3 separate regions of the Mus musculus genome follow, and all the other regions are linked to region 1. The links are chromatin contacts, called in public Hi-C and promoter capture Hi-C maps. All regions are on one chromosome and are shown on one strand. The core of a region is the stretch at or near the end of the contact, and the rest is flanking DNA. Distances in the headings are between cores, read along the strand shown.

Evidence for each region. Promoter capture Hi-C pulls out the DNA fragments that hold promoters and counts their contacts. Hi-C and Micro-C count contacts between places; a contact is called where the count stands out from the background.
Region 2: a contact with region 1 is called in a promoter capture Hi-C map of erythroid cells, with 34 times the contacts expected there. The contact joins the promoter of F8 here to the promoter of Mecp2 in region 1. A contact is called at or near these places in 4 of 39 promoter capture datasets (the C10 cell line, erythroid cells, hippocampal neurons and 1 more).
Region 3: a Hi-C map of cardiomyocytes shows a contact between it and region 1, with 5 times the contacts expected there. The contact joins the enhancer-like site here to the promoter of Mecp2 in region 1. A contact is called at or near these places in 2 of 39 promoter capture datasets (the 3T3-L1 cell line and pre-B cells), 2 of 484 Hi-C or Micro-C datasets (cardiomyocytes and uterus) and 2 of 115 datasets of contacts at active chromatin or transcription factors (astrocytes and large pre-B cells).

What each region holds. Positions count from the first base shown.
Region 1 is chrX:74,084,054-74,087,668 of GRCm38.p6, forward strand. Mecp2 (methyl CpG binding protein 2) reads right to left here and starts at 1,637. Exons shown (of 4, transcript NM_010788.4): 1 at 1,457-1,637.
Region 2 is chrX:75,378,464-75,382,078 of GRCm38.p6, forward strand. It overlaps F8 (coagulation factor VIII), which reads right to left and starts at 1,578. Exons shown (of 26, transcript NM_007977.2): 1 at 1,024-1,578. The coding sequence starts at 1,169.
Region 3 is chrX:73,005,788-73,009,402 of GRCm38.p6, forward strand. The region is part of intron 12 of Zfp185 (zinc finger protein 185); the gene reads left to right. Among named protein-coding and RNA genes, the nearest start is that of Mir2137, 16 kb to the left of the region's middle. Within about 2 kb of position 1,999, at least 324 of the 459 cell types and tissues checked have an H3K27ac peak or open chromatin away from gene starts, as enhancers often do. A contact at or near this core is called in cardiomyocytes, pre-B cells and uterus, where this site is marked.

The sequences.
Region 1 (3,615 bases), core at 387-2,886:
AGTCCATTCTGTTTCATGATCGTCATCAACCACCCTGTATTTGAGCCTACTGCCTCACTGTAATGATTCCAAACAGTGGAGTCAACATGCAAATGACTCAACAGAGCCCATTTGTGTTCCTGGAAAATTAACCAAGAGTACATATCTGCCTGACTATGAGTCAGGAATATCAAATTTGTGGTGGAGCCCATTTTTGTTTTGATCAACCTATACCCGAACATACAAGGAACCAGCATAGAGGTATCCCCTAACAAGCTTTGCCCTTCAGGGGTCCATACTGAACAATGTCATACCAGGGTCTCTCTTGTGAGAGGGAATCTTTTTTAGACTCCATGATGACTTTAAACCTTTAGTGCAAAACCTCAGAAACATTGCCACTGCCACATAAAAGTCACCTGTGTTTTATTTTCAGTGATTCAGCCATAACCAAACTAAAAAGAGAATGAACTTTCAAAGATAAGTGACAGGAGTCACAGCGATGCGATGATCTCGCCCCATTTGGTACTGGCGATCCTGAGCGCTCCAGGACGAAGAGAGCCCGTTACATACAACGTCCCATTCCACTTATGTAACTGGATGATCGCTGGCGAAGGGAGGGGAGGGAGGGTGGGAAGACGCTCATATTCCGAAGCCACAGCACAGCATCCCCAAAGAACCAGAGCACCCTGCGGGCATGGTCTCACGGAAGAGCTTCGAGTGCTGAGGAACGCACAGTCCCTTGCCCACGGTTCCTGATGAGAACTACAACCATCTCTTTATGATGAGTTGTGGGACCTAGGAACATAATGTCTAGTCCTTTTTGTGGGTGGACAATAACCCTCAACTTGTTCCTGCCAAGTGGGGAATGGAGCTGATGGACCGACTCGCTTGCAGTGGGGGCAAAAAGTCACGGAATGGGAGAGGAGGAGGAGGGAGCAAAACCCAGAGATGGGGGTAAGAGCTCAGGAGCCCTTGTGGCGCACTCTCCCAACGGGAGATGGACTGCGCACGCGCGCCAGTCTGTGTGTGTGAGGGGGGAGCAAGTAACGGGAGTGGGGGCGCGCGAGGGAGAAGGGGACAGCGCGATCCAGGGAGAGGCCGGGACCGCGGGCGCGCGACAGTGCCGAGGCCCAAAGCCCCAAGAAGGGCAGGAGCGCGCGCAGCCCCAACTGGCGAAGCCCAGACGACAAGGGCGCTTGCACAGCTGGGGCCTAGGATGCGCACAGATGGGGCGGGCAGCGGGAGGGCGTCATTCGAAGGTGGCTCCAGGGAGATCGCGCTGAGAACCGTCGCTCGCGATTGCGGGAGACGAGTGGAGAAAGCCACCACCGGCGGCAGAGGGAGGGGGAGGGTAGAGAGGAGGGACGCCATCCGCCAGCCGTGTCGCCCGACCCCGCGGGCCCCTCCCGCGCCACGTCCCGCCCCTACCCGCCCCCCAGCAAGGGTCCCCGCCCGCGGCCTTGGCGGTCCCACTCACAGTCTCTCCTCCTCGCCTCCTCCTCCTCCTCCGCTCGGCGCGGCGGCGGCGGCGGCGGTGGCGGCAGCGGCGGCCATTTTCCGGACGGGTTTTACCACAGCCCTCTCTCCGAGAGGAGGGAGCGCGCGCGCAACCGATGCCGGGACCCCGCACGGCAGACGTCGCGCCCCGCCCTCCCGACCAGCCTGTGTGCTGCTGCACCTGCGCGCCCGCGCCCCACCCCTTGCTCTTTGTCGAGATTACCCTTCATTGGTTGTGGAGCCCAGGCTGGGGCGGAGCCTTAGCGGTGACGCCCTCAATTGGCAGGAGTTCCTGTCTGTTTAGGCAGGGAAAAGAGGCGGACCCCATTCAGCTGCGGATTGGTGGAGTTCTACTGTCACTTGGAAAAAAGAGGCGGCTAGGGCACAGAGGGGCTGGTTTTGTGGGCAGCATTTGAATGTTGAGGATTAACTGGGCCCTTGTGGACTCTGGCGCTTAAGGAAGTCTAGGCTCTTGGCGCCTATTAGAGCCTCCCTGCTGAGTAGTTCACCATTGTGATAAGCATTTGACTTCACCAGCATTTCTTTATTATCATTTTCTGTAGAAGTAGCAAAGTTGCCTGTTGAGGAGCCTGGCGTTGTTCCAAGCCAAGGGACTTGTTTTAAAGGGTCTACTGATTGTATTATTACACTAAATTAGCAGATGTCGCACTCTTAAGGCTGACAGTAAAATCAACATATCAAACCTTGGTCTTTGCAGACGTTTATAATGGGCAGATGGTGTGTGCCAAGCCCATAAGAGATCGGTCTGTCATTGTTGAATCAGATGGTTTGATGGAAGTACGTATAAAAGGGAGTGAGGCCAGAGGGAGCATTGTCAAAGCAGCCTTACCCTGATACCAGTCAGCATCCAATGCTCTTTGTGCTAAACAAATGCTCAACAAGAGACTTTCTTTCTTTGTTTGTTTTTTAAACACTATGCAACAAGAGACTTTCTGATTCAAATTTGGCTCCCCTCTCTATTCATTTATTTGCTAGGCACTGTTTTAGTACTGAACAAGGAGACAAACTAGACTCCTGGTAAGGAAGAGTCATACTAAACATACAAGAAAGTAGAACTTAAAATTTTGCACAGAGATAAAGACTTTGAAATAGATAGGGCAAGGACAAAAGAAGTGCTATTATGATACCCTCTAGCTTTTGCCCTCATGTCGTCTCCCAATATGGGTAATTGGGGAAAACATTCTAGGCAAGTTTAAACACTCTAAGGAAGGACTATGCCTGCCTTACTAAGGAGGCCAGTGTGACTGGAGAGAGACCTAGGCCACCAAAAGAACTAGGAGATTATTTTGAGATGAGAAGCCCTTGATAAATATTTGAGTCACTAGCTGTCACCATAAAACCTATGTTGCCAGTGAAGAATGAAGAACTGGCTGGTCCAGAGGTCCTGGCAGCAGTTGAAGAAAGATAGATGATGAAGGCTTTAACCAGGACAGTAGCAGTTGAAATCTGATAAGTTGTGATAGTTAAGATTTATGTTAAAAATTGAGCCAAAAGTATTGGATATCAGATGGAAAGAAAGAAAAAAAATAAGGATGATGGCTGACTTTGGGACAGGATCACCTAAGTGAATATCTTACTACAGTGGGGGAAATCTAGAGGATTTCCCATATGGCCATTCTAAACCATTTGTAATTCTAGTCTCAGGGAATCCTGTGCCCTCTTCTGACCACAGTGAGCACCAGGCAAAACACTTATACACATAAAATACTAAGATAGAAATGTAAAAAACAAGTGGGTAAGAGTGGTAGTGTGTGTGTGTGTGTGTGTGTGTGTGTGTGTGTATGTTGGGGTGTGAGAATACAGGTATTTGCATATACAGAGAATAGGATCTGAACTTGGGTCCTCTGCAAGAGCAACAAGCCATCTCTCCAGCCACACCTTCAGGCTGAGTTTTATTCCACGAATGCAAGGATGGTTTAAAATTAGAAATCAATTATAATTTTAAGAACAGATCATGTGAGTATCCCAATACATGCAGGAAAAAGCATTTAATAAAATTCAATACCTACATATGATTTTAAAAACACCTTAAAGAACTATAATTAGAATGTCCTTAATCTGATCAAAATGTCTATAAAGCTGTAGAGGAAACATGATATTTAATTGAGAACAAAGCAA
Region 2 (3,615 bases), core at 328-2,827, 1.3 Mb after region 1:
GGAAGACCCCAAAGAAATATGGGTGAAACATAAAAAAAGTAAAGTCTGAAAAATTAACTCTGATAGCCAACACGCATTTTAAAAGATGATGAATCTCATTACAAATAAAATATTACAATTAAAGATACAATATTCTATGCTTATAAGACTGGAAAAAATTAAGCAATAATGTTAGACTTATTCCTGATGCAAATGCAGAGGTAAGTATAATCCCATGCTCTGAAGATCAAAATGCATGAAGAGTCTTGAACGTTCTAAAAATTTAAACTAAAACAGCTGATTGTGGTGGCTCATACCTTTAATCCCAAACTTAGGAAGCAGAGGCAAGTGGATATTTTGGAGTTCTGGGCCATTCTGGTCTTCATAGTGAGTCCCAGGCCAGCCAGAGATATAAAGACAAAACAAAAGAAAAAACTAAAACAGAACTATGTCCTTTGTTCCAGCAAGATACCACCAGATAATCTATTCACTAAAATAACAGTAATGTGTCTGGGATTTTATCTCAATGATAAAGCATTCATAAATAAAACAGGAGACCCGAAGTACCACAAAATGAGTGAATTGGTGAGTTAATGAACACAGTACATAACAATATATGATAAAGACCCTCTCCATTCCAAATGGTAATGAGATGAATGTGTTTATTTTTTTTGTGTAGATGTGTACTTTTGTGTAGAAATAATGTGTGTAACAACAACATTGTAAAAGTTAAAAATTACTGACTGGACCCCTTAGTCTACGCAGTCTAATTGCTTAGAATGTCTTTTCCCTACCACCCTCTCACACACATACACACAAACAAACACACACAGAGTTTTGATTAGTAATTATTAATTTTATAAAAATGGAATATTATACATAATTTATATGCTTTTACACTAAGAAACACCTAGTAGACTTTTCTCCATGTCAGTAGAAACAACCTTAATTCATCATTTGTAATATATGTATGAGTTGGGTCATACAAATAAACACAGTCAAAATCACATCTTCACAATGTTGCACTTGACAGAGGATTTTTACCTTGAGTCTGTATGCAGCACACTGAGCAGATCACTCTGAATATAGTTCCAGGACAATTCCACTGCACCAAGGTAGTATCTTCTGATGGCACTAGAGCAGAAATTGAAAAGGCTCAGAAAGAAGCAAGCGAAGAGTGCTATTTGCATGGCTTTTATTACTAGAAAATGTTCAACTAAAGAAATGAAAATTTAACTCTTCTCTAAAATAACTTTAGCTTTTAAGAACAAAAAGAAAATGTAATGATTTAGTAAAAAGTCCTAAATATTTTGCAGAGCATTTTCTGGAAGTTTATCTACTGTGAGTGAAAGTAGCATTAGCACAAAACAGATCTGAAAGGATTACTTCCTTTTGGGTAGTAGGAAGCAGGCACAGGAAAACTGGAATAGGAAGAGTGGCTGAGCTAAGGCTTAACCCATTTCCTGCTGGGTGCATCCTAACAAGTTTGAATCCTTAAGAAAAGGAACAGAATACTGAGGAGGGGCGTTCAGGTGTATTTAAATTCCTAGCCTATTCTAAAAGACTGTTCCTTGGTACCTGTAGCAAAGAAACTCTAGATAGTGAAGATTCTGGAGTCTGCATGGAATGTAAAAGCTTCCACTTTGGGATTCACCAGATTCCAGCCTACTTTCTCCGCAGAAACTTTCCAGCTGCCCACATGGCCTAGAGATCCAGATAGGATACCTGTACCATATGTTTTATTTGCTGTTGCTTTTTTATTAATGATTACTATGGGAGGCCCCAGGTAGTCATAGGCAGAGCTACTCTTGGACAGGTGTTCTTGAATTGTATAAGAAAATAGGCGGATCAAGACATAATGATCAGTCAGTAAGCAATGTTCCTCCATGATCTCTGATTCAGTTCTGGCACCCAGGTTCCTGCCCTTTTGAGATTCTGTCCTCATTTCCATCAGTGAAATTGATTAGTGAATTGTTTATTACATGGAAGTATAAGTTGAAATAAACCCTGTTGCTTTTGGTCATGGTGTTTTATTACAGCCAGAGAAACTTTAACTAAGACACCCTCCCTCCTCAAAAAGCTGGAAACAAACTTATCATATGACCCAGCTATATCACTCTTGGGCATACATCTAAAAGGATTGTACATTCCACTATAGAGATACTTGTATATCCATATTCATTGCCATTCAATTCATAATTGAATGAAAAAGGAAAGAGCCAACATCCACCAACTGAAGAATGGATAATGAAAATGTGGTACATTCACACAATGGAATATTTATTACTCAGCTGTAAAGAAAAATGAAATTAAATTTGCAGGTAAATGGATAGAGCTGGAAATAATCATTCTCCATAAGGTAACCTAGACCCAGAAAAACAAATGCCTCAGATTCTCTCTCACATGTGAATGCTAACTCTGAATCTTTAGATATCTGTCTTAAATTGGAGTATCCATAGAGATCAGGAAACTAGCAAGGGGCCAACAAGGGAAGGCAGATTTCAAGGGAAATGGGATATACTGCAGTTGATATGAAAAGGGAACAGGAGAAGTTGAAGGGTTACGTGGGGTAAGGATAGGAGGGCAGGAGAGAGAAGTGAGTATGGGTAGTGATTATTAACACTAAAGATACTTGAAAAAAATATGAAAACCTACTACTGTAGAAGCTTTTTAAATAAAATATACATGTATACATATATAAGAATTTAAATGGAGTTACCCCTACATCAGGATGACAATGTCCCTACTAAACACTGCAGGGTAACAAATATAAAGCCCAGTGCCAGGAATGGGTCACCTCTTTTGGAGTTTGTTGGCTCCATAAACCCCCAAACATTATAAGGTACTGCCAATTTTTTGGCAATCTACAGAACTTCATGGTTAAGATCGTATTGCTGATGACACAACATAGTTGAGTCATAAAACATGGGGAAATCAAGCTGGCACTGACAAGATTTCACAGTGCTGGAAGGTTACATGTGTGCTATTTGGGGTGACAAGTTATTGACAGTCTTACAAAGCATCTAAGAACCCTGTGAGGTACTATATAATGACTGATATGTCAAAATAGCCTCATTGCTATGGTAGTGGCATAAATATAGTAGGAGTAACTAATCACTTCATGTTTGTATTTAAGGCCCACTCCACAGGATAGAACCGATACCTGTTAGAAAGCCAAAACCCCATGGCTGCCTAAGTCATAGGGAAGAACTGCTTTCCTAAATGGACACAAAAATAAACTGTCTCCTCCCAATTTTTTTTACTATTATACCGATAAAATAGGGGATCTTTCACTCCTCATCTAAGAATCTTCTTTTTTCTAATAGACTCACAACTAGTATATGTACAGAGGATAAGAGGCAATAAAGTGCTCAATTCTAATTGAGATATTTGTATCACTCCCCTCTCCAGTCCCAAGGGATCGGAAGTCCTGTTTGGCCTCAGGTACTGCGTACACGTGCTGTACTCAAACACATGCAAATACTCATATACACAAAGTTAAAAAAAAAACTTTAAAGCGGAAGAAGCAGCAGTCATAATACAAGTGTACATTATTAAGTGGTTGGAATGCTTTTAAAAAGTGTAAGATGTGTTTTCCTGAACTTAAACAGCCTTGAAATTAATGTCAGAATTAAC
Region 3 (3,615 bases), core at 749-3,248, 1.1 Mb before region 1:
ACGTGGATCCATCCCTTGAGGACACTTTTCTAGGTGCTTTCCCAGCTGGTTCTCCCAGCAGCAGGTTCATTTTCTCACTAATCTACCTAGTTGCAGCGGGTGCCTGGAGACAGATAAAGTAGGCCCCACCTCGGTAATCTCTGTTTTGAAGAGGTCTGGGAAAGGCCATTAGGCCAGGGACTCGGTTCTTTGAGTTGCTACTAATGTAACTTTTTGCTATCTTTGCAGGCATCAGAAAGATCTTTCCCAAATAAACCACAATGTGTTTATCCCCCTCTTTCAACTTCTCAATGGCTCTCTACTTCCTTGAAATTAAGCCGAAACCCCTGTCTCTAGCTCCTATAGTTCTGCATGGCAGTGGGGACTCCCTATCCAGCCTTTTCTTTCTCCTGTACCACAGTGCTGCAAACTGTTTCAGAGTGCTATTGGCTATTGTAGAAGACATCTGATCTAGTCTGGCTCTGGTGGCTTTCTTTTGGACTGTTCATTGGCATCATCCTTCCATTTGTTTTACATGAAGCTAAACCTTAAACTCATTTGCAAAATAACATGAAGTATCTTTCTAGATTTGTAGGATTTAGTGCAGTCTGTTACAGTTATCTCACTTATACTAGTTTGAAGTTTGATTTTGTATGTATATGTGGGTGTACATGTGTATGCATGTCTGTGTGTATGTTCACATGGGTATGCTCCTGTGTGTGTGTGTGTGTGTGTTTATGTGTGTCTGTGTGTTTGTGTATGCGCATGTGTGTCAAGACCAGAGATCAACTTCTAGTGTCATTCCTTAGGCACCATACATCGTGTTTTGTGAGACAGGATCTCTTATCAGGACCTAGGATTTAACATGTTCCAAAGCATAGAGTAGTTGAAGACTAATGAGTGAGGAGACTGGATCAGGGCCGTGTTCCATATAATGAAATTTTATCAGGTTTTAATCCAAAGAAGAACGGCTGTGGTTTATAGACTTAAAGATGAATAGGTATTTGAATTTTAACACCACACTACAGTCACCTTTTACATTAAATCATATGCTGGGAGGTGGTGTGGAAAATGGATCTGTAAGCTACAGGCCTTGTTATGCACCTTTTTTTTTCTTTTAAATTTTACTAACGATTAGAACTGAGGAAAATAATAGCTGATGATAGCTACAGTATGTTGTTTTTATGTACTTTACAGTTGCCTCAATAACCCTGTGAGATGGGTAAATGGGGAAACAAACAGGTTAAGTGATTTATCCAAAACCATACCCGTGGTAGCTGAGAGCTAATGAACAGCCTCAAGGAGAAACCTTCTGAGAAACTTGAGCAAGCTAGTTGATGAAATGTGTTTGAAGGCTAATGTCTCCTTCCAGCTGGTGTACTTAATCTGGTGTTATTCCCCAAGCCAAGAAAGATTTCTGATTGTGCAATTTGATAGAGGAGAAAACTTGGGTCCACACATGTGATGAGCAAATAGGAATAAACTCTAAATCTGCCCTACTGCAGAGCTCAGGCCCAGATAGTAACATTGCTCTAATATTTACCCGTTTGAAAAATCAAAGCAAACATTTCTGATGACACTGTTTAATAACTGGCTATGTTTGGATTGTTTTTTTTCCCATTTAAATTAAAAAAATTATATGTATAAGTGTTTTGCCTGCACATGTATGTTTTTGCACACCACCCATTTGCCACGTCAGTGGTGGCCAGTAGAGAGAGGACAGTGGATCCTCGGAGACTAGAGTTAGAGATTGTTTCTAGCTGTATGTGGGTGCTTGTAATAAAACTTAAGATTTCTAAAGAGTACACACTGCTCTTAACTGCTGAACCATCTTTCTAGCCCTTCATCTGGGGAAATATTAATAACAAGAGTTCTTGAGATTTTTGTTTAATTTCCTGAAGGTATGTCTCCAGCGTTTTTCTTAAGCATTTCAATTTCCTCTCTTCTCCAGTATACACTGGAGATGGCAGCTCTCAATCAGAGGTTTGTCCTGCCCACCCCTACCCTCTTGCGTCATACAGTAGTAACCGAAGATTTTTTGGGTTGCCACAACCGAGGGTGGCTTCTAAAGGCTAAAAATCATGGATGCTGCTAAACGACCTATAGTGACAGGTGATATTAGTGCCTCATTCTCAACACACACAGTATTATTATCCAGACAAAAACGTTAATATTAATATTGACAAGCCTTGCTCTAGCAACTTATGTTCACTTGGGGGAACACACACACACTGAGGAGTGTGTCAGCATAGATCTAGTCAGACTGCCGCAGACAGGCACCACGAATACGGACGCATGCACCCGTGACTGCAGCAGATTTCTGTTGCGCAGGCAGATTTGGATCGCTCCTGCGGGGGGGGGGCGGGGAGGGAAGGGGGGAGGGGGCGCATGCGCATGAGTAAGCTAGCCAGCTCCAGGGTAAGAATACACCTACTCGCGCGGCCATTTCCTGCAGCCGCTAGCTCAGGCTGAGGTGCCCGCTATGAAAGGAGAGTACAAAATGGCTGCTCCAGAGACCAGCTTCTAAGGGGCTCCTCCTGAGGCAGTGCTAGCTCCAGCCACGAGATGGCGCTGGAGGATCACAAATGGTCCCTGTTGCGCCAGTGCACTCCCGTTACCCATCCCCCTACTAGTAATGTCAGAGGGCGGTTGACTACAGTAGCCTACTTAGGAGTGACCAAACCCAAGGATAGTCCCCTTTCCTTTGATAAACAGTGGTTGATGGGCTTGAGGACAGACCCAGGTGACAAAGTTAATGTAAATGTCAGAAGCCTTAGGAGCTTTACCCAGTGTTCATTTGATTGTGCAAAGTGGACTAAATGCAGGGATTCTTGAGCTTGAATTTAAGCCCAAGGTAACTTTATGGGACCCTTGGATCACTCAGCTCTTACATGAACAATAATGGAAATAGTTTCCACCATAGACAGTTCAAAGAGTTAAATGGGTTTACATATGTAAAGCATGCAGGACACTGAGGAGTGTGTACAAAATATTATCAAATGCTACATTTATTCTTTATTTTATTTTATTTTATTTTACTTTTAATTTATTTTTTACACTCCATGTTCCATTCCCTGCTCCCCCCATCCACCCTCCAACTGCTCCATATCCCATACCTCCTCCCCACCCCACTCTGTCTCCACGTGGATGTCTCTACCCCACCCCACCTGAGCTCTAAACTCCCTGGGGCCTCCAGTCTCTTGAGGGTTAGGTGCATCATCTCTGAATGAACACAGACCTGGAAGTTCTCTGCTGTATGTGTGTTGGGGGCCTCATATCAGCTGGTGTATGTTGCCTGTTTGGTGGTCCAGTGTCTGAGAGATCTTGGAGGTCCAGATTAATTGAGACTTGCTGGTCCTCCTACAGGATCGCTCTTCTCCTCAGCTTCTTTCAGCCTTCCCTAATTCAACAACAGGGGACAGCTGCTTCTGTCCATTGGTTGGGTGCAAATATCTGCATCTGACTCAGCTGCTTGTTGGGTCCTTCGGAGGGCAGTCATGATAGGTCCCTTTTTGTGAGTGCTCCATAGCCTCAGTAATCAAATGCTACCTTTATAAAACCTTCAAGATAGATAAAGTTCTGCCAATTTTTTTTTTTGTTGTTTATTCAGTCATTTGATAGCACACCGTCTTACCT